Regions from separate parts of the Mus musculus genome. Here all the other regions are linked to region 4. Evidence: chromatin contacts called from public HiChIP or PLAC-seq, Micro-C and promoter capture Hi-C data. All regions are on one chromosome and are shown on one strand. Each heading gives the region's core, a stretch centred on a gene start, on an enhancer-like site or on the middle of the called end of the contact. The rest is flanking DNA. Distances are from core to core; before and after follow the strand shown. Region 1 holds the start of Tmem89 (transmembrane protein 89). Region 2 holds the start of Uqcrc1 (ubiquinol-cytochrome c reductase core protein 1). Region 3 holds the start of Celsr3 (cadherin, EGF LAG seven-pass G-type receptor 3). Region 4 holds the start of Apeh (acylpeptide hydrolase). Region 5 holds the start of Arih2 (ariadne RBR E3 ubiquitin protein ligase 2). Region 6 holds the start of Atrip-trex1 (Atrip-Trex1 readthrough).

Region 1 (4,298 bases), core at 1,638-4,137, 820 kb before region 4:
TTTAAAATTTATTTATTTATTTATTTATTTATTTATTTATTTATTTATTTATTTATTTTTGCTTGCTTGCTTGCTTGCTTGCTTGCTTGTATGTCTGTGAGAGGGTGCCAGATTCTCCTAGAACTGGAGTTACAGTCATGAGCTGCTGGCCAGGTGCTATGAATTGAACCTAGGTCCTCTAGAAAAATAGCCAGTGCTCTTAACCATCTCTGAGCCATCTCCCCAGCCCCTAACCAATGGTTTTAAACTGGGGAGTAAGGTTTGCACAACAAAGGCTGGTGTGTGTGGGAATTTGCTTGTCTTTGGAGCAACCAGATCTTGGGGTATAAAATATAGCATAAGAATACAAGAAGCACCAGAAAAACCCCAACATTTCCCCCTTTTTGTCTGAATAAAAAAGACTTTTTCATAATAATAAACAACATACAGTAGGAAAAAATATGAAACAATTATGAAAAGTGTCAGGTAGGAGTTACATCCACAATGTCCAGTCCATTTATATTTGGCAACTTTACAGAAAGTATTCTATCATCTCTCCTATACTGGTGAGTTCAGAGTATTGTATCTAAATCATTTTCTATCATAACTTGTATTCTAATTCAAAACATCTTCTTAGGTCCTAAAACAACTTAAGCTTAATTTTGAGAGTATAACTATCTAGTCCTTAACTCCGTTAGATACCTGAGAAAGGATAAATGTAACGACCCCCTGCTCCCTTCCCTGAAAACAGTTATGTCCTGAGGGCTTCATGCTGTTATGAAGTTCTTCTCTGCTTGCTGCCCTCACATCCCTCTTTGTTTGTTTTTGGGGTTGTTTGTTTGTTTGTTTGTTTGTTTGTTTTTCTGAGACAGGGTTCCTCTGTGTAGCCTTGTCTGCCCTGGAACTCACTCTGTAGACCACGCTGGCCTCGAACTCAGAAATCTGCCTGTCTCTGCCTCCCATATGCTGGGATTAAAGGCGGGTGCCACCACTGTCTGGCTCTCACATCCCTCTTAAGAATTATATGAAAATTCAAAGGGGCTTCCAGTCCCTCGCTGGGCCGTATCTCTGGCACTCACAGTGCTAATGCCTGATCTCTCTCAGGCATTGCTGCTGGAGCAGGTTATGGTTCTATCACGGCCTGGAGAAGGAAGAACTTAGAGATGGAGATTGTCAGCAATGACTGCCACCCTTAGCATTTGGAAAAACAAACTGCTAGTGAACTTAGCTTGAGATGTTTTTGCTACTGGCTCTGATGTAGAAAATCTTAGGAAACAATTTGAAGTTCAGAAAAACACACTCTTAATAATTGAGCTGGGGACTTTTTGAGGTCAGAGAACAAGAACAATCTAGCTAGATTGGAGGCTGGACTGGTGATGATTCATTTCTTGTATCCATTTTTGCCCTCAGCTTCCTGATATGATTTAATAAAAATTGCTATTGTGCATTCTGAGGTCTTCAAGTAGTTTTTTATATAAAAGTTTAGATTTGTGATTCTTTTAAATAGTTATAGGATTACTTAAGATAAATAATAAAATAGATTCTTTCTTTGTAATCACGAAATGCTGCCTGCCAGTTAGACAAACTGGCTGAGAAACTTACCTTGCTTGCTCACACCACACTAATCTATAACAAGTTGCTTAGTTACAGATGTATGTGGGTTCTTGGGAATAATTTCTGGTTTTTTTTTTAACCTGTAATATGCAAAATGTTTTTTCATGTAAAGATATTGAGGAACCTACTGTTTTGTTTTGTTTTATAATCATTCACTAAAAGAAAAATAGAATGTAATCATATTATTTCTATACTGCTTAAAAGATTTTGCTGGGATATATAAGCTAGAGTAGAATTTTTTTTTTCACTGATCTCTTTTGTGGGACCAAAAAAGAAGAGCATTCCTATGCCCTGTCTCCGTTTACCCTGAACGTCAGAGCTGATCTTTGACAACAATCGGAGAAAGAGAAGCATATATTGGGTCACCCAGACTGAGGGGGGGACCCTTTTATTTGAATTTGTTGTTGGGAAGCCAGCCCCTGCAGGTGGCCCTCAATGTGGAGCAGGATGGCGTCCAGCATGTGAAGGACCCTGAGGACCAGCGTGCGGTCTGAGACAGTGGGCTGCTCTTTCCAGTGTTTGCCGGAGCTGGAGGTCACTGCTGGGAGCTGAAATATAGGACCAGTGTGAGGGTGGAGGAGGGCCAGGGACCAGCGTGAGAGTGGAGCTAGAGAGAAGGGATGTGGGGAAGTGTCAAAGAGGATGGGGGGACAGGGGAATAGGTCACTGGGTCTCCAGAGGCTAGGTGGCCCTGGGGCCCATGGTGGCTGGATGAAGAATGGGAATGGGGACAGATGGACCAGAGGACTAGTCCTAAGGAATGATAGGGATGGATTGGTTGTAGACATAGGTTCTGTGGAGATGCAAGAACAGGTCACAGGGAGGAGGACAGGATCAGACAGGAAGCCCACAGGCCCTAAGCCAGGGTGATAGGAAGAAGGTTGAGTGGGAGGCATGGCCCAGGGGGCATGAGCAGAAGCAGGAACTGCAGAGGACAGAGTGGAGCTGTGCTCACCTGACCCTTAGCAACCTTAGCTCGCCATCGGTGCACTATCACACGGCTGACAACCAGCAACATGGTGGTGGTGATTGTGACCCCAGCCACGGGGTAGATGCGATTTCCTCCCAGGCCCAACCAGTAGCCAGGGCAACCCAGACTGTTCTTGCAGCTATCCAGGCTATTTGGCTGGCAGCCCCAGATATCTGGGCTGTTTGGCTGGCAGCCCCAGGGCTGCAAGTCCAGCCCTACTTGGTACCAGAGGGGCCTAGACCAGCCTTGGCTAGGGACAGGCATCACCAACAGGAACAGCGATGGCACTAAGAGCAATGTGTACAGCATGACTGTTAACACTTCGAGGAGCCGGAACCCTGGTACCTTGGCAACGGGCAAACACCCCTCCCCCAAGAGCAGGCCCAGCTCTGAGGCAGCAGCAGGTTCCAGCTGGGCCCATGGCCTTTCAAAATACAGCTTGGCCAGATGATGGGAAGTGGGGAGATGGACTCCAACCCTCCTATCATCCTTCCCTAATCTAAGCACCCTGCTGCCTTTAGGGTCCAATGTTCTCCACTCGGCTAGCAACTGCCACGCTGGTAAAACAGAGCACAGGGAAGCTTCCGAAACCCAGCTCAGCTCCACTCTGCAAGCACTTCCAAGTGTGGCTTCCTTGAAGTTTTCTGCTGGCTGCTGTCCTTGCCTCACTCAGACCTCCCTCACCACCCTTCCTTGTGCTGAAAGAGCATGGCTTCCCTCCTAGAAAGTCACCTTTCCAAGGTTAGAGAGAGCCTCACATACTGCCGTCACCCCTCCATGACTACCTTGGTGGTAGAGTCCTTTCTCCTCTAGCATTGACCCCCACCCGATTTTCTTTAGAGCATTTCTGGCTACCTACATAATCATCTTTATTCTCAAACTATAAAAACATACCGGCTTCCTCCTAGAACCCATCCGAGGCCAGCCTGACAAGTTCTTGTTTGAGGTCTGCCTCTGGCTCCAGGTCTTCATTCAAACAATATTTACCGAGCACCCAGACCCAGTGCCAGAATGGAGCGTGACAGAACAGATGAACAAAAAGCACTGCCTTCCTCCTCTGCGTTTTGGCGGGAGCTCAGATGGCTTGTAAACACTCTGGTGCCAGACACGGGCAAAAGCCACGATAAATAGGCCCAGGCAAGGGTGCCTGGGTGATTTGGAGGTCAGGAAGCCTCTATCTACAGTTGGGAACTTGCCCGGTACCTAGCACCGCGCCTGGAGCGTACCTGATGAATAGTGAAGTTCATGAGTTCTGGGCAGGAAATGTGGGTATTGCATTCTCTGGGCATTCCCATGTGTAACCACCAGGCAACCCATGAGGCTACCCTCCCTTTTACTGCTTAGGAGCCCACTGCCCTATCCCTCCCATCACGGGGTCAGTGGCCCAAGGGACCAACTCATGTTGCTGTTTTATGCCTGAAGTCAGCCGCTTCTTGACTGACATGCTCTGCCGATCTCAGTGCTCTATGAGTAAGCAGTTCATAACCCTGACTTTTAAATCCAGCAGCAGACCATGTGAATGGCTCTGTTCTTTAGCTGGGAGCTCAGGGGTTCACGCCACATCTCTCAGAAACACCAACTTCACCCTGCCTCTTAACCGGGTTTATCCCCGAGAATGGCTCTGTCCTGATCTACAGTTTTGATTCCATTTATTTTTTCCCAGCTAGAGCTAAAGGACTGTCTGTAAAACTGAAGAGAACCTTAAGCTTATAAAATACTAACCCATCCTGGGTGC
Region 2 (3,922 bases), core at 696-3,195, 840 kb before region 4:
AGGTGCTGGGAACTGAAATCTGGTCCTGTGCAAGAGCGGCCAGCCCTCCTAACCAAAGAGCATCCAATTCACTGTAATCTTCAAAGGTACTCTTTGTCTTCCTTCAGTGCTATAAAGCTCATGGCTTTCCACTCAGTAGGCAAAGGCTCCACCCAAGTTACATTTCCCAGTCTTTCAGAGGCATTTCTTTCGTGTGTGCAAGTGCCACACATACATGCGTGTGCACACTCCACCACACAAATATCTGCGGAGGGCAGAGGAAACTGGGTGCTTTTTCTGATTACTCTAAATCTTTTGTTTTTTGTTTTAAGAATCCTTACTTCTGAGCTAGGCATTGGAGGCTCATGCCTTTCTTCCCAGCACTTGGGGAGCAGAGGCAGATGGATCTCCGAGTTCGAGGCCTGCCTGCTCTACAGAGTGAGCTCCAGGACAGCCAGGACGACACAGAGAAACCCTATCTTAAAAAAGAAAAAAAAAAAAAAAAAAAAGGAGAAAAAAAATTTTTATTTTTACGTATGTGTACGTGGGATGGTGAGACTGTGTAGGGTTAGGAACCGCTCTTCCACAGGACCCAGGTTCAATTCCCAGCACCCTCACGGTGGCTCACAACCACCTGTAACTCCAGTTCTGTTTTTTTTTTTTTAGATTTGTTTATTTATTTATTTATTTATTATATGTAAGTACACTGTAGCTGTCTTCAGACGCACCAGAAGAGGGCATCAGATCTCATTACGGGTGGTTGTGAGCCACCATGTGGTTGCTGGGATTTGAACTCCGGACCTTCGGAAGAGCAGTCGGGTGCTCTTACCCACTGAGCCATCTCACCAGCCCTCTGGGGGTTCTAATATCCTTTTCCAACCTCCAAGGGCATTATGTACAGACATGGTGCACATACACACATGTAAGCCACTCGTGTAGGTAAAAGTAAGACCGGCTTAGACACACTAGTCTCCACCCCTCAGAGTATTGGTGTTAGACCTAAATCACAACACTGAGGACTCCAAATTCAGATACCCATGTTTGAGTACCAAGCTCTTTACCCACTGGGCCATCTTCCCCGTCCTTCAGAGGCATTTCTTGAAGTGTATTCCTGGCTACGTCTACAAATTACATAGCCTAGGTGGTGAGTCTAACAGACCTGGATGTCTTTCTGTAAATAACCTAAAGTCTGTGAAATCTCATTCTTTTTCGTGGCAAGAGAATAATCTCTTCTCTCGGGGAGGTAGAACGAAAAGCTGGAGGAGAGAATTCGGCCCCGTCTTTGGCAAGCACCATAATGTTGGCTGCCGGGTTAAGGCAGGGTTGAAGTCAGGTACAGGGATAAGCCCCGGCAGTAAGCCAGTCTCCACCCAAAACATGTAAGACTGGAGCCCAAGGTCACATCCCAACCTGGGACAACACGGCGGGCCTCACCTAGAGGACTGGCGCACACTTACCGTGCAGGTAGCATGCGAGGACTGCTCCGAGGCCACACGCAGCCCGTTGTCCAAGATGCTGACCTGGGTCTCCGGCACGCTCTGGAGGGCCTGGGCGAAGGTTGCGGTACCCCGCAAGGCAGGTAACCTCAGCAGGGCCGGCTAAAGGGAGAAGGCGACCATTGCAAGAACTGCTCGCCAAGCCTCTGGGACCTCGGCTCTCAAACCCAAGCCAGAGCAGATAACCATCCCCGCCCTCCGCCATGACCTTCCCACGGCCCTGACCCCCGCGACCTCCCCACTCCGACCCGCCACTGCTGAGACAGCCTGCTCCTCATCTGTGTACGAAAGCCCTGGGCCCTGCAGCCCAACGTCTCACTGCCACCTCACCGAGCGGCGGGTGCGAAGTAGCACTTGCGTCCCGGAGCAGGCCGCTCGGCAGACTGCGGACGCCGCCATCTTCTAACTTCCGTCAGTGTAGAGCCGCGCTGCGCATGCGCAGAGCGGAGTCTGAGGCGCAAGCGCTGTAAGGAAGACTTGGTGCTCAGTCGCCCCCTGTTGGGCAGCAAGTACGTTAGCAAGAATTGATCGCATGTAGTCATTTGGTCCGTGTGCCTCTAGGATCTTCGGGACATTTATCAACCTGCGAGGGAGGGGCCCTTCATCTGGTCCCATCTGAGACAGGTTCTATTCATCACCTTCTTCCACCTGAGGGAGGCGGTATGCAACTGTGGGAGATGCATTGTACGCCAGCAGCAGCTCTGAAACCTGGAGGGCAGTGGCTAGGCACAATTGAGCCCAAGGGCTAAAGCACTTGCCTGTCTGTGCAAGAAGGTGTCCACTAAAGTTAGTTTAAAAGAATAAAATATGCTTAAATGGTTGACTTGAAAGACGTTTAATAATATATTGCCAAATATATAGCACTTGGGAAATGGAGACACAGAAGAATCAGGAGTTCAAGGACATCCTCCTCTCTTGTGTAAGGAGTTCAAAACTACCCTGGGTTGTGTAAGACAGTGTCTCCAAAACGTAAGAAAAAAAACGTGTGTATGAAAAGAGGAACAATGTAGAGGTAATTTGTGGAATAGGGCTCCTTGTTTGGAATAAAATAACTAAGCAAAAAAGTTTTTTCTATTTTGTGATTATTTCAAAACTTTTTGTTTACTTTTTTTCTTAATTTTTTATTATTTAAATGCATTTTATACATCAAACATATTAATAATGTTGAGTACTTTGAGAATCAAATAATCCATAAATTTTTTTCAACTTTTATATTCATATCCTTTCATACCCTAAAATATCATTAATGAATATTTAATACTATCCATAACTGAGGATCCTATATCTAATGTTGAATACTAAATTGTTTCAAAACATGCAAAATATTCTTTGGGAGTTAAGCATAGTAAAAGAGCATAAAATATTAAAAATTAATCATTAAGAAATATATTCATGAGTTCGAGGCCAGCCTGGTCTACAAAGTGAGTTCCAGGACAGCCAGGGCTACACAGAGAAACCCTGTTTCAACAAAACAAAACAATAAAAAATGAGTTACAGGGACAAAGTTTGGAGTAGAGACTAAAGGAATGACCATCCAGAGACTGCCCCACCTGGGGATCCATCCCATAAACAACCACCAAACCCAGACACGATTGCGGATGCCAACAAGAGCTTGCTGGCAGGAGCCTGATAACGCTGTCTCCTGAAAGGCTCTCCCAGTGCTTGACAAATACAGAAGTGGATGCTCACAGCCATCTATTGGATGCGAAGCACAGGGTCCCCAATGAAGGAGCTGGAGAAAGGACCCAAGGAGCTGAAGGGGTTTGCAGCCCCATAGGAGAAACAATTATATGAACTAGCCAGTACTCCCCAGAGCTTCCTGGGACTAAATCACCAATCAAAGAAACCACATGGTGGGACTCATGGCTCTAGCTGCATATATAGCAGAGAATGGCCTAGTCGGACATCAATGGGAGGAGAGGCCCTTGGTCCTGTGACGGTTCTATGCCCCAGTATAGGGGAATGCCAGGGCCAGGAAGCAGGAGTGGGTGGGTTGAGAAGCAGGGGGAGCGGGGAGTGGATAGGGGGTTTTCAGACGGGAAACTAGGAAAGGGTATAATATTTGAAGTGTAAATAAAGAAAATATCTAATAAAAATAAAAACATATATATGTGTGTGTGTGTGTGTATGTGTGTTCAAAAGCCCTTATATGATACCACCTGACATAGTGAGAGAGTATTTAAAATGCATTATATATCTGTGTACATTGTCTAACAACCAGTTTACTTAAAAAAAATTATCAGTGTTTGTAGGAGAGAAATTATTTTACCATTAAGTATATTTTAAAATTTTCAAAATGGCAAAAACTCTTTGAAGTTAAACATTAAGAAAATGCTAATTTCAAGCACAGTGAGAAAAATTATCAATAATAAAAAAAAAACTATCTGAAATCAGATAAAAGATCCTTTGTGTGTATTGATTAACATTTTGTGGACCAAAAGTACGAT
Region 3 (4,012 bases), core at 1,486-3,985, 730 kb before region 4:
CAGCTTGAAGTAGCGTTCCTGCTTGTAATCCAGCGGCAGAGCCAGTGTCACCAGGCCCACACCACCCTGGGTGCTGATGGCAAATCGGTTCCGAGTGTTGCCACCCGTGATTTGGTAGCTGATGGCGCTGTTAGCATCTCGATCTACCGCAGTCACACTGACCACACTGGTGCCTACAGCTGCGTCCTCATTGAGCCGAAGGTGGTACTCTTTCATGGTGAACTCAGGCCGATTGTCATTGACATCCAACACAGTTACGGTGACACTGGCTGAAGCAGAGAGTGGGGGTGAACCATGGTCTCGAGCCTCCACACCAAAAAAGTAATGTTCCACAGATTCACGGTCCAGGGGACCGCTCACAGAGACCCAGCCAGTGGCACTGTTTATCACAAAGGGTGTGTCTGATGCCACACCAGTTAGAGAATACTCTAACCTGGAGTTCTCCCCATGATCTGCATCCACTGCTTGAATGTGAATTACTGAGTGACCCAGGGGTGCATTTTCCAAAACAGAGACCTGAAAGGGTGTGCTGACAAAGATAGGAGCATGGTCATTGATGTCTACCACCTGGATGCTTGCCAGGCCCGTGTTGTTGGACAAAGGTGGCCGGCCTGCATCTTGTGCCCGGATTCGCAAAGCGTACTCTCTCTCTGCCTCAAAGTCCAGGGGTGCCATTACCTGTATCTCACCCGTGAGACTGTCGATGGCAAAATGGCCCCGGCTGTTGCCGCTGATAATGTTATAATGCACCAAACCATTGGCATCCTTGTCCTTGTCCGTGGCCGTGACACGTAGCACCACCGTGTGAGGGCGCACATCCTCACGCACCTGTGCCACATAGCGCTTCTCGCTGAACTGGGGCGCATTATCATTCTCATCCAGCACAGTTATGTGCACTCGCACGGTGGCTGAACGTGGCCCAGGCTCCTGGCCCTGGTCACTAGCCTCTACTACTAGCTCATAGCTTTCCATGTGTTCCCTGTCCACGCGGCCACTGGTGCTGATAAGACCCGAACGTGGATCAATCTCGAAAGCAGCGGCGGCTGCGGTGCGCACAGCTGGCGATCCCACGAAGCGGTAGCGCAGGTTGGCGTTAGGTGGCGCGTCGCCGTCGGTGGCACGCAACTGCAGGATGGGGTAACCTTCTTCCACATTCTCACGAAGTGTTTCCCGATACTGGGCTTGCTCAAACACTGGCGCGTGATCGTTGCGGTCAGCTACTGTCACCGCCACCATGGTGGTAGCTGAGAGGCGCGGTGAGCCGTGGTCCTGTGCTGTTACTCGAAGGTAGTGGCGTTCCATACTCTCACGATCCAGAGCGGCAGCCGTGCGGATGAGGCCACTCTGAGGATCAATACTGAAAAGCTCCAGCGAGCGGCTGTTCATGAGCGCCGCCAGCGAGTAGATGAGGCGCCCGGCCTCGCCTGGGTCCGGGTCTTGTGCCACCACGCGCAGTACTGATGTGCCCGCTGCCTCATTTTCAGGTACCAGTGTCTGGTAGTTGTATTGAGGAAACTGCGGGTGGCGGTTTGCAGCACGACGAGGACGAGCCTGGTTAGTTGAGAGTATTTGCTTGGCTTCAGGACCAGTCGGAAACCCGGGAGGGCGCGGCCCAGGGCGCTCAAAGAGGAAACGGCGGCGGAAGAGACCGCGGGAGCGCATGCGCCCGGGAGCTGTCCGAGACTCGCGAGGTGCTGAACCCGGCGTAGGAGCTGTCCTCACAGCACGTGGTGCTGAATCCTCCCCCAGGCCAGATCCTAAAGAGCCGGGGAGGCAGTCCCGCCGAAAGGGTCCCCTGTCCACTGTGGAAGTCGCGGATCTCTCACCCTGACCCTTGTGTCCTGGCTCCCACAGCTTCCCGCAGCAGCGAGAGGTTTCCACTCTTTTGCGGATGCTTCTCCTAGCATTACGCTGGAAGGCCACTGGCCTGGAGCCATCAGGCTGAGCCAGAAGTTCTGAAGGGTGAGGAGAGCTGTTCCTCAGATCAGAATCCCCTGGGGACAGAGCATCGAGTGGCAGGCTACCTCTTCGTAAAGGCCCTGTCCGCCCACAAGAGGAGATCTCTGGGTGCCAACATAACAGATACCCTGGACCCTGACCTGCCTCTTGCTCGCGACTACCCAATGCCTGGACCACCACCTCCGCGTTTGGTTGCTCAGGGGCCCCTCGACCATTCCGGGCGTTTTGCCTACCTACTCGGAGCCTCATGAAGACAGGCTCCCTGACCCCCAGGCCAGGATCTCCATCTTCCCAGACGCCGGGAGATTCGGGACAAAGAGCTACGGCTCCACTGCCGATTTGCGCTCTTGGCCCAGTAGTAGTAGCAACCCCTGGGTCCCAGTCCTGGTCCCCACCGCCCCCCAGCTCCTCCCGGCTAAAAGGGAACAAAGAGAGGAGAAGGAGCAGTAGTACCGGGGTCGACGGTCCCGGGAGACCCCACCATAGAGGCCGCCTCGCCATCACCCCCGCCTCCCGTCACGGCCTCCGCCGCCCCCCGCCCGGGTCCGGGCCTTGGGCCCGCCCCGCTGCTCTGGCCCCCTCCTGGGCCCCTGCCGCCGCCCCGGCCCTCCGCCCCTCTGCCCGTCGCTCCGCGCCGCCACTGCTCTCTGGGCACCATCTACTCCGCGGCCAGAGCCCCTTTGGCATACGGCCCCGGCTTTTGCCGCCCCCACCACAGCATCCCCGACGCCGCTGCCGCCTCCCGACGCTCCAACATGGCTCCCGGCCGCTCCGATGGTTTGCTCCACCTCCGCCCCGATGCCCCAAACCTGGTGGTACAGCCCGTCGCGCATGGCAGTTCTGGCGACTGAAGCCGTTACCGCCATCTTTATTGAGAACAGAAGTGCTGCCCACGGTGCTGAACGGAGCTGGGAGTTTCTCCGCTACTCTGCCACCGCCCTCCCTCTCATCCTAGTGCGCTATTCCAGCGTGGCTTCCTAGTCTTTCTTCAGACCGAGAATCTCGTCTCCCTTTAGAGCGCTAGTTCCGAGCCCTAACACCCATTTTGGTTTGAAAATGTGCTGTCATCGGTCTGGGAAGGGTTACCATATAGAATCCTGGGACTGTGAAAATAATGGCCAGACACCGGCCTGGTTCAAACAATAGCGTTAACTGTTTATTAACAAGTTTAACTTATGAGAAACATGTCGCAAAAATCTCCTTGTTTGCTCCTACAGAACAGGATCTGAAAACGACCCTTCTGAGACAGGAAGAGAAGCCAACTCTTCTCCGCCACGAGAGTCACTAGCGGTCTCCCAGACTTGGGAGAGACACCACGTCTCTCTAGGCTATGGTTCTTTCCAGTGTTCTGAGATGCCACGTGGAACCCAGGGTTGTACAACTGTGGACCCAGCTTCCTCAGATCTCCGCCCCCTCGCCTGCGACAACTGCATCCTTTAACCCCTTGAAGAACCCGACAGAAGCTCAGTTCTCCCTAGTCCTGGTCCAGTCTAGCTTTCCGTCCAACTCCTGGCACGCGCGCATCTCAACCAACCAATAGCTAGATGTGGCGCAACAGACGTCACAGAATCCTAGAGAAAGGCGGCGCATTCCAATTAGAGTGTCATTGTTTCTATTGGCACAATGGGAGACCCCGCCCCTCTCGGAGGACTCCATTGTATGCGGGAGGTAGGAGGGCCTCGCGGGTTCCACGCTAGCCAGCAGAAATAATCCAAAAGACGCGCTATATTGATCAGCCTCCAAACTTGGCATCGGTGATGAGCTGCAACGCAAGGTGCAGGGGACTCATTCATTCTGACACCGAGACAGGAGTCAGGCCTAGGACCCCAGAACATTGCCCTGGGTGCGGTTCCCCCGGCTGAGTGGTTACTACTTCAAACAGTCCAAGAACTCCTGGCCAAGACCTCTGGCCCGCCCCCAAATGGTAGCTATGACATCACCAGCAACCAATCAACGCATTCTCTCGCTCCTGGGTTTCTTTGCTTCGGGGAGGTTTGGCTCACTCGGGTTGCACTGGACGAGGCTGCTGTGATCTGACCCATGGGTATCAGCT
Region 4 (4,313 bases), core at 1,353-3,852:
GACCCCTAGGCTCTAAAGTATTAACTTTACAGCACATTTCTTTTCTGACATTTCTGATATCTGCTACTCTATCCCTGGCTGTGCCCACAGGACAGATCTTTGCCCTTCTGTGAATATGACTGCAGGAGTCTTCTAGGCCATAGGTATCCCTGGCCCTTATGTTGACTCTGTGTAGAGCCCAGACCTCCATTTTCTCCCCTCTTAGTGTCATAAGCAAGGGCACCCTCCTCTGCCCACGCAAGGCCTCAACACACTCACTTCATAGGGATGGTCCTCGCACCATCTTCTTCCTGTTCTTTGGGCAGGGTGAACAGTCTCAGGGCCCACACTGAAAGAACAGCCAGGGCAGCAATTCTGGTCTGTATGCTGGAGCCTCTGGGGAGTTTTCCAGGCAGGTCCTTGTCCGTGAGAGTACAGTCCTGCCCAATAGCCCTTCTCCTCCCTTGCTGTAAATAATGTGTCATCATGGACTCCATCAGGGCCGGAGGGACATATATAATCAAATGAAACTCTCTGGAGATGCCATCTCTGTCTCCCTGGGTGCCAGCACCCTGCTACCATGTGCACCGGGTGGCACTGGAGAGCCATAGAAGTCATGAGATACTGTATGTGTAAGCACATGTACATGAGTGTGTGTGTGTGTGTGTGTGTGTGTGTATGTATGTATGTATGTGTGAGTGTGTGTGTGTGTTTGTGCGTGTGTGCACGAGTCTCATTCAGCCTCTGGGGTCAAATCAATTCCTCTCAAGTGTGGTACCCTAGAGAGTGGTGGCCATCTACATTTTCTCCCTCTAGCTTCTATGTCTTGTTTTTGCTTTCCCTCCCCTCCTCCTCCCCTCTCTCTCCTTCTCTCTGTGAGGGGGGAGAGTGCTGTACAAAGTCAAACAAACAAGTTTACATTGTAAGTGCAATGACCCGAGTCCTCCACATGACCTTGTGAATTGTGTGCCGTCCTCCTGTGCTCTGTGAGAACTCGTGGTACTTCAGTGTCCCTCCCCTGTACTGTGACAAGGTATTTCTGTGGTATCAGAATAAAAGGACTTGATATAAACAACCTTCAGACAGTCTCGGGGTGATTTCTGAAGTGGGAACACTTAGCCAAACAGGTAGATGCCAACGTTTGTGACAGTATTCTCCACGATTAAAGAAAAAAATGAGAAAGAGCAAAATTTCAGAAATGTTGGCACAATTGAGGCGGAGTCAACACCAAGCCATTCAAACATGACCCTCCAGGAAGGTGCAAAGGCTTGTCCTAAGCCACCAGACAGTTTTCAGGATCCTGGTTCCCAGGAGCTAGATGGGCAAGTGCTGCCCCCTGGTGCTATCAAACAAGCTTTACATCTGCCTACCTTGTTCGAAACTCCCCCCCCCCCCCCAGTCCCCCATGGCTGAGACTTTAATCCTTAGTATAGTCAAGAATAGTTCAAGCTGGATATCATAGCCCACACATTTAATCCCAGCTCTTGGGAGACAGAGATAGGTGGGTCTCTGTGAGTTTGAGGCCAGAACTACGTAGAGAAACTAAACAAATATAAGTTAAGCAGCACTAGAAAATAAGAAACAGAGATTAAAGAGTATCAATTTTGCCTCAAGTAAGAAAGAAAGCACTCATTCAAGGGGGCCCATAGCTGGTCTAAAAGACCAGCCACTCTCAAGCTATATGGAGGAGGGGGAGATACCTACTGTTGCCCAACCACTCTTGCTCTCTGCTGTCACCTAAGTCAACCTAGTCCTGTGTCGTGTGCAGGAGACTGTCTGCCTAGGCTCTTCTTTCCACAGCACGCTCGCTGCTCTTAGGTGAAGTCTGACCCTCCACATCGGCCCTTGGAGTAGGTTGAGACCCAGTCGGCTCACGATCCGCAGCAAGGAGCTTCTGAGAAGGGCGGGTTAAGGCTGTGGCAACAGATAGCTTTAGGGGCAAGTCTGGTGATTGATAAGCCAGGGTAGCACCCAGAGAGTTCAGCACCGCCCTTTGCCCGGCGCCCCAGGGCTCCACCCGGGAACCTAAGTTTCCCACTCCTAATCGCCTGGCTTGCAGTAGATGGGGAGAGCGCTGAAAGAGATCCCTGCGACTGAGGCGCCCCGCAACATTCCGCTTTCACAGACCCGCTAGTCTCTGTATTCGGTTCCCACCCGTCCCCGCCCCCGCCCCCGCCCCCTCATCCTTAAGGATCATTAGTGTTCCTCCGAAGCCCCACCCTTCGAACGCTCAGGGCTTTCTCTCTGATCCCGCAGCTTTCAGCTCACAGTCGGCTGGAGTCCAATCCTACTTCCTTCACTCCTCCCAGACCTGCCCTGTCTCTGAACACCGGCTCTGTATTCTGCTGCTATACGTCCGCCCTCACTCCTCGGAGCCTCCCCTCTCTAAAAATCCCAGGACTCGACTCCCTGATTCTGCCTCCCACTTGCCTAGTCTTCGACTGAATTTTTGTTTCCCGCTCCTCCCCTCCGGGCGGCTCCTTCGTAGGCCCCGCCTTCTTACTATCCAGGCCCCGCCCCCTGCCGACTGGCCGGAGCTTATACAGGGCCCTGCGGGTCCCAGGTCGCCACTGAGTGTAGCGGAAACTGGGGACCGCCTTAGGCCCCGCCCCCGGAGCTTCACTTCCGGGACTTAGCTGCTACCGAAAGACCGACTATGGAGCGTCAGGTGAGGGCTCGGCCCGTGGCCCCCGTGGCCTCCGTAGCCCGGGCTGAGCCTGACCCTGGTGTGTCCCCTGCGCAGGTGCTGCTGAGTGAGCCCCAGGAGGCGGCAGCGCTGTACCGGGGCCTTAGCCGCCAGCCTTCGCTGAGCGCCGCCTGCCTGGGCCCGGAGGTCACCACGCAGTATGGGGGCCTCTATCGGACTGTGCACACTGGTGTGTAGACCGAGGGAACTGGGTGGCGACGGGCCGTGCATCCAGGTGGAGAGATGGGGACTGTGGAGGGCACGCTGCTTGACACGGGTTTGGGGAGGAAACCCAACTGTAGTTCCTGCGCACAGGTGTTTTGGGGGCTGCACTAGCCTTACTGATAAATAATTCCGTAAATGAGTTGAAGGTGTGGGAGTAAAATTCAGACCTGAGTGCAAGGTGTGGGCCTCGCAGGACTCTCCGGCCCTTACATTCTACAACCCAACAACAGCTATGTTGCCCTTAAAATTCTGTGGTTGGTAGTGGGTTCTCTCTGACCGTCAGCTCAGGCTCTGGGAGCCTAGGCTTAGGTTATATTAAGTGAAGTGTTGTCCAGGCTATACTCAGGCTGTCCGGAGACAGACTGGGAAAGATAGGCCTTGATTGGTGGGCAGTGGTCCAAACTGGCCCAGACAAGTTGAGCAGCCCCCTGCCTCCCTTGCAGAGTGGACTCAGAGGGACTTGGATCGAATGGAGAACATCCGATTCTGCCGCCAGTACCTAGTGTTCCATGATGGAGACTCGGTGGTGTTTGCCGGGCCTGCGGGCAACAGTGTGGAAACCCGGGGGGAGTAAGTGTGACAGGAGCAGTCTGTAGACAAGACCGCAGCCACCTGCCTTGCTAGCCTTTCATAAATGTCGCCATGTGTCCTTAGGGTGTTGTGCTCTGTGCCTATCCCCTTCAGGGACAACTTTGGGTGGCTTCAGGGGAGCAAAGAGCAAGGTGCCTGACCCCTGAGAGCTTGTCTGGTCTCTGGAGACATGGCCTGATAAATACTAGGAGCTTCTTCTAAACTAGGGCCTAGGTCCCTAGGACTCTGGAGACAGTCGAGTCAGTAACCTAAGGAAGAGAAAAAAGGCCAGCCAGCTTGAGGCTGGGAGTGCTTCATGGGCTGGTATGATTTCAGAGTCCCAGTTAGCTGGGAGATAGCCTCCTGTGCGGCCAATTCTGATTTTATAACGCCAGACCTAAAAGGGCTTATAAAGAAAGGAGAGAGAGACAGACAGACAGACAGAGACAGAGACTCAGCTAAGAGGTTGTGACCAGTAAGGGGGCCAGCACAAGGCTGTTGGGGGGGACGACTTGGCACCTTCCTGACCTGCAACCCCTGTTCTCAGGCTGCTGAGCAGAGAGTCTCCTTCAGGCACCATGAAAGCAGTGCTGCGCAAGGCTGGAGGTGCAGTCTCGGGAGAGGAAAAACAGTTCTTGGAGGTGAGTTTGCAAGGATGAGGTGGCAGCCAGCCGGTCACTTAGTGCCACAAGTGAAGCCCTGTGGAGGGGCAAGCAGCCTGATGCCCAGGTATCTTCAGGTCTGGGAGAAGAACCGCAAGCTCAAGAGTTTCAACCTGTCTGCACTGGAGAAGCATGGGCCTGTGTATGAAGATGGTGAGGCGCCTGGCTGGTAAGCAGGAGGGGTGGGCAGA
Region 5 (4,274 bases), core at 1,158-3,657, 550 kb before region 4:
CCAGATTTGTGTTCTATTGCTGTGATAAAGGCTATGACAAAAAGCAATTTGAAGAGGAAAAAATTTATCTCATCTTTTAGCTTATAGTCCCTCATAGAAGGAAATTAGGGCAAGAACTTGAGGCAGAAACCTAAGCAGGGATAAGGGAAGAGCATGGCTCACTAGTTTGATCCCATGGATTGCTCAGCCTGCTCGCTCTCACTTGCTTGAGCGCTCTCTCTCTCTCTCTCTCTCTCTCTCTCTCTTTCTCTCAAGATATAGTCTCTCTGTGTAGCCCTGGCTGTCCTGGAACTTGATTCACAGACCAGGATGGTCTTGCTGGAACTCAGAGCTCTATCTACCTCCTAAGTGCTAGGATTAAAGGCATGTGCCACCACTGCCTAGCTTTAGTTTCCAATCTTTTACTGCCAGGACCACCCATCCAGAGATGGCACTGTTGATAGTGGGCTGGATCCTCCTACATCAATCATTAATCAAGAAAATGTCTTCGTTACAGGCCAATTTAATGAAGACATTTTATCAATTGACGTGAATCTTCTCTGTAAAAGCAAGTGGCACAGTTTTTTTGTTTTGTTTTTTTGTTTTTTGTTTTTTGAGACAGGGTTTCTCTGTATAGCCCTGGATGTCCTAGAACTCACTCTGTAGACCAGGCTGGCCTCAAACTCAGAAATCTGCCTGCCTCTGTCTCCCAAGTGCTGGGATTAAAGGCGTGTGTCACCACTGCCCAGCTACTTTTTTTGTTGTTGTTAAAGATAATTACTGATCATGTACCTCTGGCTGCCTTGTTGGGCAGCCTGGCACTTAGTATGTAGACCAGGTTGGCCTGGAACTTACTTTCTTTTTTTTTTTTTTTTTTTTTCTCTGTGCAGTCCTGGCTGTCCTGGAACTCATTCTGTAGACCAGGCTGGCCTTGAACTCAGAAATCCACCTGCCTCTGCCTCCCGAGGCCTGGAACTTTCAATGATTCCCCTAGCCTTTGCACCCCAAGTGCTATTCTTGTTCTAGCGACTTTCAACATTTGATTACCCCTGATTTTGATTCATGACCCAAATTTGTAGATATTTTAAGTAGATTGTGTGGCTGCACACATGTGAGTTTGTAAGTTTTAGGTCTGTACAGAGCTTCAGGTTATCCAGGGATATATAGTGAGAACTTTTCTCAAAAAAGAAAAAAAAATTTTTTTTTTAATTTTCTGTTTACAAGTATGTGTGTGCCGGAAGAGGTTCAAAGAGGGCTTCGGATCCCCTGGACATTATCAATAGTGGGCAAGGACCTCAGGTTTCTGGAGAGAACAGCAAGAGCTCTTAATGGCCCAGCCAACTCCCAAGTCTCTTCAGTTATATTTTTTCCAAGAATTACATAAAAGAGGCTATTACACGGTCTTTTTTCTTTCTGCCTCACTTTTCCGGGTGTCTTGAATACCAATACATACACTCCAGAAAAGGTAGAACTAGGTTATCTACAGATTTGCACGAACATTGATTTACCTCACAGTGCCTCTGGCTTCACTCCAGTAATTAACATCTCGATGGAGTTGCTACTTGAGCGAGCCTCCTATCAGTCCACAACAAGGCTTGGTGACCAGAACTTGGTGACTGGAGTCCTAATGCAGTCTATATCGTGGGTAGAAGTTGTGCAGCGAAACACTTACGATGTATGAATCTCTGGGTCTGGTAATCTAGCAAGGCAAACCAGCCTTGGCTATATAGTGAGTTGCTTCTAAATATAACCACACCAAACAAAAAATACCCGTCGTGAAGGTGAGTGGAAGTCGGAGAAGTGGGTGGCTAGGGGGATAGTGTCATGAGAAACTAAAGTCTGATTGCTCATGGGCCAGAACTTCCTCCTAACGTACGTAGAAATTCCGAGTATGGCTCATGTCAAACCATAGTTGCCCGGAAACTATGATCTTTTTAACCTACTCCAGTGTTGCCAGAATGTCTTCTCACGCTGTTCGTCAGAGTATAAACAGTGAAGTGGGTAGACGTCTGGTCAGGGGAAAAAAAAAAAAAAAAAGCTAAAAATACCTCATCTAAGGGTCTGATGGCTCAGTGGGTAAAAAGCGCTTACTGCCACGCCTGACAAGTGTTTGATCCTCGAAACCCACATGGTGGAAGGAGAAAAACTGCTCCCGGAAAATTGTCCTCTGACCTCTTCTGCACGCGAGCCGTGCGACACACACAAAATACACGCAAGAAAACCTAAAACTAACTATCGAATAAAGACACTGGTAGGCTATAACGCAGGAAACAAATTCCTACATCATTCCTTCAAAAGCGAACGCTCAGTAGTTCCTCCCAGGGGCTCTCGCTAGAGGATGGTGAGGAAGCGATTCCAACCGACTACGCAGTCGTCAGAAGCCTGGGAGCCTCCAGGGCGACCGCAGGTCGACCCCTACCGGAAGTGACGCGCGGCGCAGAACACTTCCGGAGCTGCGGGGGACGGCTCTGCCGGAGGAAGCTGCGCGGGCCTGAGCCGCGTCCGCCGGCTGCCTCCGCTGCCGCTACGCCTCCGTCAGCCTGGTTTGGTCTGGCTTGACCTGGTCCGGCCGGCCTGGGCTCTGCGGCCGCGAGGTCGCGGCTCCCGGTAAGTGCGCGGCGGGAGTCGAGGCCTTGTTTACTCTTGACTGGCCGCCGGGAGGGGGGGGATCCCCGCGCGTTTCGCCGGCGCGGTCCGGGCTCCGCCTTCGCCGCCGCTTGCGAGGCCGGGCCGTCCCAGGTCCCGACGTTCCCCGCCGACTGATAGGCACTCCCGGAGGCGACAGCCCGCGCCGGCGGGTGCCTGGCGTCTCTCCTGGGTTCCTCTTCCTCGTTGGCTCTTTAGCTCCCCGAGAGGTCGGAGGCCAGGGCCTCTGGCCCGCGAGGCTCGGGTGCGCTCGGGCCTGCCCTTCTGGGCGCTCCAGGCGAACGCACCGCCTCGGAGGCTCCCCGTTTCTCTGGTGGTTGGGAGCTTTGGCAGCGCCAGCCGCACTGTTTGTTAACGCCCGTCCTGGGAAAGGGCCTCCCCGCGCGTGGGTTCCGTGTCCGCGCGAAGACCGGGGCGCCTCGCAGAGACGTGCGACCGGTCACGCCCGACGCCACTGGTCTAGCCTCAAGAGAGGCGGTGGTGTTCTCGGACGAGCTCGCCTTAGTTCTTCTGTTTGTTACTCTGTCTCGTAGAACTTTCTGTCGGCGACGAACACGTTCTAGACCTTTGCTGTTCAGTATGGTAGCCATTAAGCCACACACGGCTTTCGTGTTGACATGTATGTAGTTAGTATATCTGAGAAACTACATTTGACTTTTTAAAAGTAAACTAACTTTCAATAACTCCATGTAATCGGCGGCTACCTGCCATTATTAGGACAGATGCGGTGTCGAGTTGGTTGTTTTTAGACAGTGTCTACATAGTCATGGCTGTCAAGGAACTCACTGTGTAGACTGGGCCGAACTCGAACTCACCTGCTTCTGCCTCTCAAGTGCTGGCATTGAAGGCTTGCACTACCACGCCCGGGATGCTGCTGAGTTTTTAAACAAGTTGCTGATTCATATTTTTCAGCCAAGAAGTTTTCTTCGAAATGTAGTTAATAAATGACTACTGAGGGCCAAGTGTTACAACTGGAGTTAAACATCTGTGCGACTAGCCAATTTTTTTGTGTTCCTGTCAACTTCAAACTAAAAGGTCTTTATCCTTTTGTATGTGGCCATGTCTTGGAAACCAGCTCAAAATGAGTGGCAGGTTTTTTTGAAGATGACTTTAACTCTTGGAAAAAGTACTAATTTTGTACCATTTCTCTCTGAGATAGTCATATTTAACATCTTGAATACTTTGACATTAAGAAAATAACACATTGGCCCTTTGAACAAAGTCAGGATTCAGTTTTCTTGCGTGCTTTATTTTGAGACAGTGTCTCCCACTTTTTTTTTTTTTTTTTTTGAGACAGGGTTTCTCTGTATAGCCCTGGCTGTCCTGGAACTCACTCTGTAGACCAGGCTGGCCTCAAACTCAGAAATTCACCTGCCTCTGCCTCCCAAGTGCTGGGATTAAAGGCGTGCGCCACCACGCCCAGCCAGTGTCTCCCACTTTTGATCCTCCTGCTGACACTCCTAAGTTGGGGATCCCAGAATGTGCCACTAAGCTCAGCAAGGCCAGCCTTCCTTCAGGAATCTCTTAACAGAGCCTAATGGTGTCACTCACCTTTAGTCTGGCCATTTAGGAAGCTGTGCTCTTGTGAGTTTGAGGACAGACATCATCATAGTGAGACCTTGTATCAAAAATATGTGTGTTTATAAAAT
Region 6 (4,105 bases), core at 265-2,764, 980 kb before region 4:
ATAGCCTCCTGCCCCCAAAACTTCTCGTTTATTTGGTAGAACGTAATCCCTCCTGACAATGTCCTGTTTCCAGAACCAAAGATCGTAGCTATTACAACCTGGGCAATCAGCCACGCCTGGTAGCCCACACTCACAATTCTAGCACTTTAGAGACTGAGACAGGATTAGAAGTTTGAGGCCATCTCAAAAACAAAAAACAAAAACAAAACAAACAAACAAAAACTCATGTCTATAATCCCAGCACTCAGCGGGAGGAAGGACATTCTGGAGTTCTGGGCCAGCTTTGGTTATATGTCTTGACATATAACCAAAGGGGGTGGGGGGCTGCTGGGAGACTTGAACATTCAACATTATGTTGGGCAGCTATGGGAAAACTACCAGCAGCTGAATCAAGAAACTAAGGCAGTTCTAAGTGATGCAATGCCTTCTGACCACTGTAGGCACCAGGCATACATGCATGTGATGCACATACATACATGAAGGTAAAACACACATAAAAAATAATGAGGCAGGGGTGGGGTGGGGGTGGGTTGGCAGGCCTAAGGCATTCTAAGCCTGAGCGCTCTCCTTTCCGCCCAACGCCTCAGCAAACATTGGTAGGTTCACAAACTAAGTCTGGCATTGAGCAAACGGAGTAGAAAAGTCTTGATCTTGTTGCCTTCCAATGCTAATCCGCCATTTCTGGTATCTGTTCTGCCCACCACTTCAGCTCATAAAAGCCAGTCATACACCCAAGCCCAACTCAAATCATTGCTCCTCCATGAAGTCTGTCGCAAAGAGGAGGCATCCACCTGGCATCCTTGTCGAAGATGAATTTTTCTCAGAAACATCATGCGTCTGCCTCCTAACCCATTTTTCTTGCTATTTCCCCCTCAATCTGTTGGGTAATTCAAGGACCACTCCCAGCGAGCCTTCCTTGACCTCTTGAGCTTCATTGTCTCTACGCAACCAGCGCTCAGGACATAAAGACTCTCCAAGAAATAAATGGAAGTTAACAGTTGGAGCAGTTCCGAATAGGCACGCCGTTCTCGAGACCATCCTTCCCAGCCTTTTTTTTTTTTTTTTTTTCTCAAATATACATACTTGAAACATTTGTTATCCTGGAAGATCTCTGCTTCCAGGAAGAAAAGCATTCCTTCTCCTCCCCAAGTCTGCTCTTCCCAGCCTCCTCCCTAAAAGAGTCTCTGGACATGAGAGAGGTGGGTCAGCCGCGAGGAGTGAGGTCAGGGAGAGCTGACCCCTGAACGCTGCCTGCTTCTCTAGGGCTCTGTATTCTACACAGTGCCACGGGGAACCGCCTCAGGTGTGGTCGGGCAGACGCTCCTCGATCTCGCAACCGGGATAATCCTGACAGCACTGTAGTACCCTGGCATCACCGGGGACCCCTTCGTACTGAGCCCAGACACGCAGGAGCCTGTCCCGGGTAACGGCGCGCTCTGTACACGTCACCCATCTGTGCCCGGTAGCTGGCAGCTGATTGGCCCGCAGGCTGGGGAGACGCTGGAAGGCGAGGGGAACGGCGGCGCGCGGGCGGTTGGGCCAGCTCAGGCTTTCTGTGGACAAGGCTGTGCTTGGCGTCTTCGGATGCTGCGGGTTGAAGGTAGTCATGGCCGGGACCCCCGCACCGAACAGCCACAGGAAACAGAGTGGCGGCCTGGAGCCTTTCCCCGGTCTGTCTCGATCCATTGAGAACCCTCCGAGCAAGCGGGCCCGGAGCTTCTCTGAGACCACAGTCCCGGACCCCGAAGACCCATTCGGTGAGCACGCGGAATTTACTGCGGACGACCTAGAGGAACTCGACATCCTCGCGTCACAGGCCCTGAGCCAGTGTCCCGTCGCGCCTCGGAACCTGTCCAGTGAGTGCCTGAGGGGCCTTTTCCCCCGGCGGGTGGTGCAGACCTCTGATTTGGCGGTGAGACATCCAGAATGTTAAATGGCCTCCCATTTAGATGGTATGCACCCCATTGTAACCCTTGGGCAGAAGAGCATTAGAAGGCGTCTGACAGAGGCAAGAGATGAAAGAGAGTCTTACACAAAAATGCCAGTTGCCCAAAGGTTAGGCATGGCAAACAGGCAATGGGCAAGAAATGCCAAAGCTGCTTTTCTTCTTAGAGCTTACACTCTTGGGGAATAAGTTAAGTGTCAGGAGGGTTTGATGGGCACCTTGCGAATGTACTTAGCACTTACAGCATCTGAAAAATAGGATTATCCCTGGAAATGTGGCTGGCCCTCCATCTCTCCAGCAATATTGCATGGAAAACCAGGCATTGGAAAACACTCATTGCTGACCAGCTGTCATATGCGGCAGTGGTTAGACGCAACTTTCCACGAAATGGCACAAAGCAATGCTGCCTCCCCCTTCCTTGGCCCTACATCACCCGGTACTCTACCTTACTCCATCCCTGGAGCCCCACCTCCCCCTGGAATGTATCCATTTGGTTCACCATCAGTCTTTAAAACCAGCAGATCCTATGCCTAACATGTTGTAGTAAATAGTAGTTATGGTAGAGTCACAGCCAGTGCAATCTCTGTTCAGCTATGAGCTGAGAGTCTAGAAAGTGGGTGAGGTATAAAGCGAGAGAATTCAGATATGCTATGCCATAAGGATTCTTTATGTGTTTATACCATGCTCGGAGCTGTTACCTGGGTCTTTCTCAACTTGGCTTTCAAGAGTGACTCCTTCTGCATTTTATGACAAAGGTGGATACATACTGAGCCCCGCAGTATACATGGGATTATTTTTTCCAGACAGGTTCTCGATCTCTAGCAAGGCTAGCCTTGAATTTGAGATCCCCATAGCTCTACTTCACAAGTGTTGGGATTGCAGTTCTGTGCCACCATGCTCAACCTAAGGGCAACTACTTTTTATACAGGTGCTCATAAGGTCCGCCGATTAGATGGGTTACCAAATAGTCCTATAAGGAAAAGCAGAGAAGATATTCCAGTTAAAGATAATTTTGAATTAGAAGTACTTCAGATACAATACAAAGAACTTAAAGAAAAGGTATGTGACTTTTGGGTTGTTTGTTTGTGTTTTGTTTTGCCTGTTTGGTTGTAATGCTGAGAATTGAACTCAGGACTTTACCTTCACACATGCTATACACAGACACTCTACTGTTAGGCTATCCTTCCAGCCCTAACTTATTGTATTTGCAGCTAATTCATTCATTTTGGTATTAAAAAGCATGTGTAAAATATATAAAAACTATAAAACAAACATCTAGATTTATTCCTCTGAAATGAAAGAAGGTTGGGGAAAGAATGCCTGAAATTTTATTTACCCTGTGTATATCCCTGAGCCTATATAAGTTTATATGCACTGCATGCATACAGGTGCCCATGAGGTCAGGGGTGCTGGGTCCTCTGGAATCAACACAACTGGTGTGAGCCACCTCATATGGGTAATGGGAACGGAACCTGGGTCCTCTGTAAGAGCAGTGAGTGCCCTTAGCTGCTAAGCCATCTCTCTAGCCTCTACAGCTTAGGTCTTTATCTGAGGAACATGTCATCTTAGCGGTTGATATTTGTTAGTTTTGCAGGCTCTCATACATCTTTCACCTGGCCATCTGTAGGTGCCTAAGAAAGCCAGAAATCCAACATGGGGTTTTAGTCTGTGGAGGGTATGAGCCGTAATGTTAAAGCTGAAAGAATCTGTGTGTAAGTGGTGAATGGATTCTGAAACTGTTCTTGCTGAATATCTGTTGACTGGGCGTAATTTACAGCTGAAAGCAATGGAAGAAGAAATCCTAATTAAGAATGGAGAAATTAAAATTTTGCGTGACTCTCTGCGTCAGACAGAATCCGTTCTAGAAGAACAGAAAAGATCACATTTCCTTCTTGAGCAAGAAAAGACTCAAGCACTCAGTGAAAAGGAAAAGGAATTCTCCAGAAAGGTGAGCCAGAGCATTTGTGTCACGCGCTGGGGACAGTAGTGTCACCTGTCCATCCACTGACTGACATTAGAAGGAGCAGCCAAGGCCAGGCATGCTGACATATGCCTTTAACCTCAAGAGGCAGAGGCAGGTGGATCTCTGTGAGCTCTAGGCCAGCGTAGACTACACAGTGAATTCCAGGCCAGTCAAGTGAGAAACTTTCTCTAAAAAAT

The links. Promoter capture Hi-C pulls out the DNA fragments that hold promoters and counts their contacts. A called contact is a pair of places that touch in the nucleus more often than the background predicts. HiChIP or PLAC-seq counts read pairs in DNA pulled down with a chosen protein or histone mark.
Region 1: a contact with region 4 is called in a promoter capture Hi-C map of stem cell-derived epiblast-like cells, with 4 times the contacts expected there. The contact joins the promoter of Tmem89 here to the promoter of Apeh in region 4. A contact is called at or near these places in 3 of 39 promoter capture datasets (liver and stem cell-derived epiblast-like cells) and 1 of 115 datasets of contacts at active chromatin or transcription factors (acute myeloid leukemia).
Region 2: a contact with region 4 is called in a promoter capture Hi-C map of liver, with 3 times the contacts expected there. The contact joins the promoter of Uqcrc1 here to the promoter of Apeh in region 4. A contact is called at or near these places in 1 of 39 promoter capture datasets (liver) and 1 of 115 datasets of contacts at active chromatin or transcription factors (acute myeloid leukemia).
Region 3: a Micro-C map of embryonic stem cells shows a contact between it and region 4, with 5 times the contacts expected there. The contact joins the promoter of Celsr3 here to the promoter of Apeh in region 4. A contact is called at or near these places in 3 of 39 promoter capture datasets (liver and pre-B cells), 1 of 484 Hi-C or Micro-C datasets (embryonic stem cells) and 1 of 115 datasets of contacts at active chromatin or transcription factors (acute myeloid leukemia).
Region 5: an H3K4me3 HiChIP or PLAC-seq map of bone marrow-derived macrophages shows a contact between it and region 4, with 5 times the contacts expected there. The contact joins the promoter of Arih2 here to the promoter of Apeh in region 4. A contact is called at or near these places in 1 of 39 promoter capture datasets (pre-B cells), 2 of 115 datasets of contacts at active chromatin or transcription factors (bone marrow-derived macrophages and pancreatic cancer cells) and 1 of 9 other capture datasets (macrophages).
Region 6: a contact with region 4 is called in a promoter capture Hi-C map of liver, with 3 times the contacts expected there. The contact joins the promoter of Atrip-trex1 here to the promoter of Apeh in region 4. A contact is called at or near these places in 2 of 39 promoter capture datasets (both in liver).

What each region holds. Positions count from the first base shown.
Region 1 is chr9:108,913,208-108,917,505 of GRCm38.p6, reverse strand. It overlaps Tmem89 (transmembrane protein 89), which reads right to left and starts at 2,887. Exons shown (of 2, transcript NM_027066.1): 1 at 2,549-2,887; 2 at 1,943-2,141. The coding sequence starts at 2,872. The coding sequence ends at 1,956.
Region 2 is chr9:108,934,671-108,938,592 of GRCm38.p6, reverse strand. It overlaps Uqcrc1 (ubiquinol-cytochrome c reductase core protein 1), which reads right to left and starts at 1,945. Exons shown (of 13, transcript NM_025407.2): 1 at 1,806-1,945; 2 at 1,437-1,577. The coding sequence starts at 1,874.
Region 3 is chr9:108,824,768-108,828,779 of GRCm38.p6, reverse strand. It overlaps Celsr3 (cadherin, EGF LAG seven-pass G-type receptor 3), which reads right to left and starts at 2,735. Exons shown (of 36, transcript NM_001359572.1): 1 at 1-2,735. The coding sequence starts at 2,460. It overlaps Gm35025 (a long non-coding RNA gene), which reads left to right and starts at 2,660. Exons shown (of 2, transcript XR_871161.3): 1 at 2,660-4,012.
Region 4 is chr9:108,092,769-108,097,081 of GRCm38.p6, reverse strand. It overlaps Apeh (acylpeptide hydrolase), which reads left to right and starts at 2,602. Exons shown (of 22, transcript NM_146226.2): 1 at 2,602-2,647; 2 at 2,723-2,855; 3 at 3,334-3,460; 4 at 4,008-4,101; 5 at 4,200-4,275. The coding sequence starts at 2,636. It overlaps Bsn (bassoon), which reads left to right. Exons shown (of 12, transcript NM_007567.2): 12 at 1-1,060.
Region 5 is chr9:108,647,541-108,651,814 of GRCm38.p6, reverse strand. Arih2 (ariadne RBR E3 ubiquitin protein ligase 2) reads left to right here and starts at 2,407. Exons shown (of 16, transcript NM_011790.5): 1 at 2,407-2,586.
Region 6 is chr9:109,071,506-109,075,610 of GRCm38.p6, reverse strand. Atrip-trex1 (Atrip-Trex1 readthrough) reads left to right here and starts at 1,514. Exons shown (of 14, transcript NR_153412.1): 1 at 1,514-1,952; 2 at 2,874-3,004; 3 at 3,723-3,893. It overlaps Atrip (ATR interacting protein), which reads left to right and starts at 1,487. Exons shown (of 13, transcript NM_172774.3): 1 at 1,487-1,856; 2 at 2,874-3,004; 3 at 3,723-3,893. The coding sequence starts at 1,607.